2 separate regions of the Oryctolagus cuniculus genome follow, and region 2 is linked to region 1. Evidence: chromatin contacts called from public Micro-C data. All regions are on one chromosome and are shown on one strand. The core of a region is the stretch at or near the end of the contact, and the rest is flanking DNA. Distances in the headings are between cores, read along the strand shown. Region 1 holds the start of FBXO33 (F-box protein 33). Region 2 holds the start of SEC23A (SEC23 homolog A, COPII coat complex component).

Evidence for each region. A called contact is a pair of places that touch in the nucleus more often than the background predicts.
Region 2: a contact with region 1 is called in a Micro-C map of ear pinna, with 6 times the contacts expected there. The contact joins the promoter of SEC23A here to the promoter of FBXO33 in region 1. A contact is called at or near these places in 3 of 6 Hi-C or Micro-C datasets (ear pinna, psoas muscle and an unstated tissue).

The regions. Positions count from the first base shown.
Region 1 is chr12:36,258,625-36,261,448 of mOryCun1.1, forward strand. FBXO33 (F-box protein 33) reads left to right here and starts at 1,473. Exons shown (of 3, transcript XM_070053730.1): 1 at 1,473-2,219. The coding sequence starts at 1,618. LOC127483709 (a long non-coding RNA gene) reads right to left here and starts at 1,141. Exons shown (of 2, transcript XR_007910217.2): 1 at 319-1,141.
Region 2 is chr12:36,544,069-36,546,949 of mOryCun1.1, forward strand. SEC23A (SEC23 homolog A, COPII coat complex component) reads left to right here and starts at 1,567. Exons shown (of 20, transcript XM_008269515.4): 1 at 1,567-1,705. LOC108178360 (a long non-coding RNA gene) reads right to left here and starts at 2,143. Exons shown (of 4, transcript XR_011380746.1): 1 at 1,734-2,143; 2 at 1,078-1,252.

The sequences.
Region 1 (2,824 bases), core at 223-2,722:
AAGAAAACTATTGCTTGGTGGATGTCATATGATTTTTGTTATATAGGCATCCATATTACTTTTATAGGGATGCATACTGATGTACCTAAAAGTGGAAGATCCAGATATCCTTGGCTGACTTCCAAATATTTCAATGAGTTTAAGAAACATAAAAAATTAAAACCCAAGTCTCAACTTCCTAACTCACTGCTGTCAGCCCTACTAATTGTGTATGAAATAGATACAAGTGGCTTGCCATGAATGATAGGGTGTGTTTTTTTTAAACAGGTACTAAGCTGAAGCGAACCAAAGAGGTAACAATAGGATATTGTTACTAACCTCCTATGTGCAAGGCACCAAGTGGTACCAAAGAAACACGAACAGAGCTTCGCCCTCCAAGGGCTAAAAATATCTAGAACCGCTTCTTGGTGCTGACCCCAAGTGAATAAGGCTGTTGCAAGACCACAGTTCAAGCTCTGAAGAGGCAGCCTCCCTACAGCAATCTTCAATTGTTGCATAAAACCACTTAAATCCTTCACTGCCCGCCTTGCAGCGCGAGTTAACCATTCCGCAGGCGGTGGTCAAGTTAAGGGACACTGTTTCCAAATCCCCTTTCAAACTGGGGGTGGCAGGCTAAAGGTCATCACCAACCACCTCAGTACTAGGAAAGGAGACTTCTCCAGGGGCCCTGGACCAACAGGTGAGACTCATTGGCCAACTGGTTTTGCTCTCCCCCTCAGTCCAAAGGGTGGCGCTGCCCTCTCTCCTTCCCCACATGCCAGGGTGTGCACGGAAATCAATTTGTAAGGTCCCACCAGGAGCGAGGCTCCCTTGGTGGCTTCGGAGCTACTCCAGGCTACCTCGGCAGCCCGCGCCTCTCCTGCTTGACTTGGGTTAGCCCGAGAATCTGCCCGTTCCCCCTCTGCAGAGGCGCAGAATTCTTAGTCCTGCGGGTAGGCGAGACGGCTGAGAAGGAGCCTGCATACTGGCACTTCAGCTCAGTCCTCGGCCCTCAGTCCACCGACTGAGAAACGCAGACAGAGAAGCTCCACGACTTCTCGCCCGAAGGCCAAGTCGAACCGCTTTTCACCGACCGGGCGCAGGAGTTAACCGATGCACACCCCTGAAGGGGCGCGGACGCCGCGGTCAGGCGGCGGGGAGGGGGTGGGGCCCAGAGTAAGCGCCGCCTGCGCCCCACGCCGCTTCCCGTCTCGCCCAACCGGCGTGCGTGCGTGCGAGCTCGCGTCAGGGATCACGTGCCTCGCCTCCTTCCCTACCAGGAACCCAGAAAGAGCGCCCCTCTTCCGGAAGTCGCGCGCGTCGGCGCCGGGCTCCTCCCACCACGTGCGACGTCAAACCCAGCTCCTACCACTGCTCTGCCTCCGCCTCCAGGTGCGGGGAGGGCTGCCATTTCCTTAGGATAAGCCCTGCCACTTCCGGGCCCCTAAACAGTAGAGGCGAGGGTTTTGAAGTTGCCGAACGTGCAGGCCTCGGAGGCGTGCGGGTAGAGTTTGAGAGGCCGGAGGCTAGCTCTCTGCCGGCCACCCGCGCAGAGGCTTTTCCCCCTCTCCTCAACTTGTGCTCCACTTGGTTCCGCCGAGACCCACGACGGTTCCGCCCCCTTCTTCCTTGTCATTGATGTTGTTGTTCTTGTCAGTGCCGCAGCCCCGACCACCGGGAGCTCGAACCCGAGTCGGGGCCGCTCGGGTGGTGCGGTGGCGGCGGCAGCGGCTGCAGCAGCTGCGGCGGCTGCGGGGGCTGCTCCGAGGACTGCGGGGGCGGCCGGAAGCCGGCAGCCGGCGGCGGGGCCGGATGGCTCTGTGCGGGCAGGCGGCGGGCGCTGCATCTCTGCCTAGCGAGTTGATCGTGCACATCTTCTCGTTCTTGCCCGCGCCCGACCGGCTGCGGGCCTCGGCCTCCTGCTCGCACTGGCGCGAGTGCCTCTTCTACCCGGCACTCTGGCCCCAGCTTCGCATCTGCCTCCGTGTCTCTCCCGCGGAGCAGCCTCGGCTCGAATTCCTCATGCGCAAGTGCGGCTGGTTCGTACGAGAGTTGCGCGTTGAGTTCGCCGCCGAGAACTACCTGAGCGGAGGCGGCGGCCCAGGCGACGGAGGAGGCTCGGACACCGGGACTGGAGGGGAAGACGTCGAGTCCCTGCAGCTCTCCACACGTTGGCTGGAAGTGCTGCGCACCTACTTGGAACTGGTGCTGTGCGTGCTGGTCAGCATCCGGAACAACAGGTAGGCGCCTCCGGGGCCCAGCCCCGCGCCCGCCCCCTCCCCGGCGACGCGAGGTCGCCCGCTCCCCCTGGCCCCGAAATCGATTCCTTCGGTACGCCCCCGCCCCCACCCCCACCCGCCACGGACGGGGTCTGGCAGTTCTCGCCGGGCGGTTTCCTTGAGCAGAGGCCATAACGGGACTTGCCATTGTACTTTATAGACGGTGATGCGCTCGGTGTTCATCAGCCACCACTCCGGGCGCCTCCGAAGCACTGTGTCATTCATTCTCTCGGTGGCCATGGGATGGAACTGACTGGCGTCGTCGTTCATTTTATAGATGGCAGAGTTGAGGCGTGGAGGGGGAGGCCGGTGGGGTGCGCGTCGGGAGAAACAAGACACACCCGTGGTTTTTGACTTTGCACCTGTCCATTAGAAGTAGATGCTTCGTGGTAGCGGGGAGGAGTAGGTGCACATCTGGTGTCCCTTAGGTACAAGACCCTCTAAGAGAAGTCTTTAACGGCCATTTTCTTACCAGGAGTGGTTTTGAATTACTGGGCCAGGCCCAAAGAGTCGGAAGAGTGCTTGTTAAGGGTATCGGGAGAGAGGTTGATTGTCAGGATTGCAAG
Region 2 (2,881 bases), core at 317-2,816, 290 kb after region 1:
ATTCGGTACATCTTCTTGGTATATCTAAGGGTTAAACTCATTAATTGTAAAGTACATAGGATAAATACAGATAAATTTGTTACCCATCCTGACCTCTGCAGTCATGCCTTGCTTAATAACAGGGAAACATTCTAAGAAATGCATTGTTAGGGCAATTTCATCATTGTGTGAACATCATAGGGTGGACTTTTACAACCAGATGGTCCTGCATATCTGGGAAATACAGTGTAGCGCATTGCTCCTAGGTTACCAACGGACCTATACATCTTTTTACCATACTGAATATTGTAGGCAACTGTCACACCACAGATTTGTGTATCTAAATATGGAAAGGTAGAGTAAAAATACTAGGTACTATGAAATTTTTAACCTCCTTTGTAATCTTATGGAACCATCATTGTATATGTGATCTGTCATTGACTAAACCATCATTGTGTGCTGCGTGATGGCATTTCATAGGACTAAAAGGCTTGGCTCAGCTGAGAGGAAAGGAATTATGACTTTTTAGGTTTCTTTGAGCTAGTTGGTAAAGATGCCCTTCTGAGAATCATGAAATGAATGAAATTACCAGAGTGTTATACTTTGATTTATTCCTAACTGAATTCCTATATCCCCATGGATCTTCTCATCCATCTGGTTATGGTCTGAATGTTTGGGTCACCCAAGTTCGTATGTTGGAATTCTGACTCCCAAGGTGATCACGTTAGGAAGCAGTGCCTCTGGGAAGTGGCGCCCATGCTGTGCTTTAGGGTGTTAAGCCGCTACCTGCAATGCCAGCATCCCATATGGGAGTGCCACTTTGAGTCCCGGCTGCTCCACTTCTGACCCAGTTCCCTGCTAATGCGCATGGGAAAGCAGTAGAAGATGGTCCAAGTCTCTGGACCCCTGCATCCACGTGGGAGACCCAGGAGAGGCTCCAGGCTTCCACCTGGCCCAGCCCTGGCCATTGCGGCCATTTGGGGAGTGAACCAAAGGATGGAAGATCTCTCTGTGTCTCTCTTCTCTCTGTAACTCTTTCAAAATAAATAAATCTTAAAAAATTCTTCCAGGTGGGGGATTTTGGCCTGTTTTGCTTACATTGTATCACCAGCATCTCAACTGTGTCCGGTAAAGTAGTAAACGTTTGTTGCACTAAGAACCAACTTCCCACGTTGTCCTTGCAGAGATGTGGTTTACGGTTCTCAGCAACACCCAGACTCTCCAGAAGACGATTCCCAGAGGACGGCTCCATTTCTCTCAGCAGCTGAGGAGTCTGCGTGATAATGGAAGAAATGCTCCAGCCCTTTAGCGATCTGCAGGGATTGGGTCCACCGTGGCTCCGGCGAGAGCCGAAGGGCGGTCGTTCAGCGCCGCCCCACTCCCAGGTCCCTGCTTCACTGCCCGGGTCACTCCGCCCCTCCAGCGCCCCGCCCCTTCTCTCCCCGCCTATCCCGCCTGCAGCGTCCGTCGCCACGCCTTCGCCTCCCCTCACGCCCCGCCCTCTCCTCCCTTAGCACCGCCCCTCCTCCCCTCAGCCCCGCCCCGGCCCCCTCCCCTTGACGTGGCAGAGGCGGCACCAGCCATGTTGGCCGGGCCGAGGTCCTCGCGGAGGCCGGGGGCGGGGCGGTGCCGGCCTTGATTGCGGTGCTACCGGTGCTTCGGCTGCGCGGAGAGGGCTGATTTGGTGTGGCTGAGGCTGGCGTCCGGCGCGGATCTGGTGGAACGAGTAAGTAGTGTGGTAAACGCCGACTTACGGGCCGCCTCCTCTCCGCTCCCCGGGGGCGCACGGTGCTCAGCGGGAATCCGGGCGGGCCGCCGCGGGCGGACTGGGGTCTCGGTGGTCCCCCGACTCTGGCTCTCGGTGCTCGGCTGCGGGAGAAGCGCGCGGGCGTCTGCGGACCAGTGCGGCGGGTGAGCGCTGCGCCCCGAGCCTGTCACCCGGTCGCCCACCACGTACTGCTCCGCCCTCCCGGGGCCTGGGGGCCCTGCCCTCTCCCAGCGTCCCTGCATTAGGTGGGAGTCGGGTGAAAATGGCAGTCCGAGCATCTCGCCCCACACCCACCCACCGTCCTGGGCGCCCCGCCTTCCCACCCCAGCCCGTCGTCGCTCCTGGGCACTGGGGCTTCTTCCATTCCGGCGTGATCCGAGGTGTCCTAGACTTTGAACCGAGGTAACTTCGTCACCAGTAACGCGGCCTTGGGAGTTCAAGGGGTTAAGGAGAAAAGTGCCAGGTGCAGTTAATGCCTTGGGCCTTGGTTACAAGCGGAGTTAGGTTTTCAGACGGGACCCGTCTTACCCCGTTGGGTTTCTAGTTTGCCATAATGTTTTCCCTTAGGAAAAGTCAGAGTAAATATACATGGAATCGCGGATTTTGAGGGGTGTTGAATTCACCTTTTCACCTGATCTTCTCAGCCACGAATCATTTGCTGAAAGTTAACTTACTTTAAACAAGTATTGGATTTAAATGTAAATGCATGTCACATCTTCCTTCTCTCGCTTCTCCAGTAGTGTAATTAACGTTGTTTCAGATGTCGACCCACGTTTGAGTCAGAATTTTAGATTTAGATGGGACCTTGTAGTTGTCTATACCAAATCTCTCACTTACTGATGAGAAAAGTGAAAATCAGGAGTGGTTAAACTGTCCAAGATCCCAAAGCTAGCATTCAGAAGTAATTGAAAACACTTCATTGAGAATTTTACAACTGAGAAGTAGGAGAAATACATTTGACTAGTAAATACCTCTGATTGGAAGGGACTCAAATTGTACTGCAATTTTGTGTTTTCCATTTAAATATGTTTGACAGGGCTAAAATTGTAATTCTGAAAAACTATCACTATAAAAACATTTTATAAAATAAAAATACTAGGGCATATATTTGGTATACCATGTTGAGGTGACATA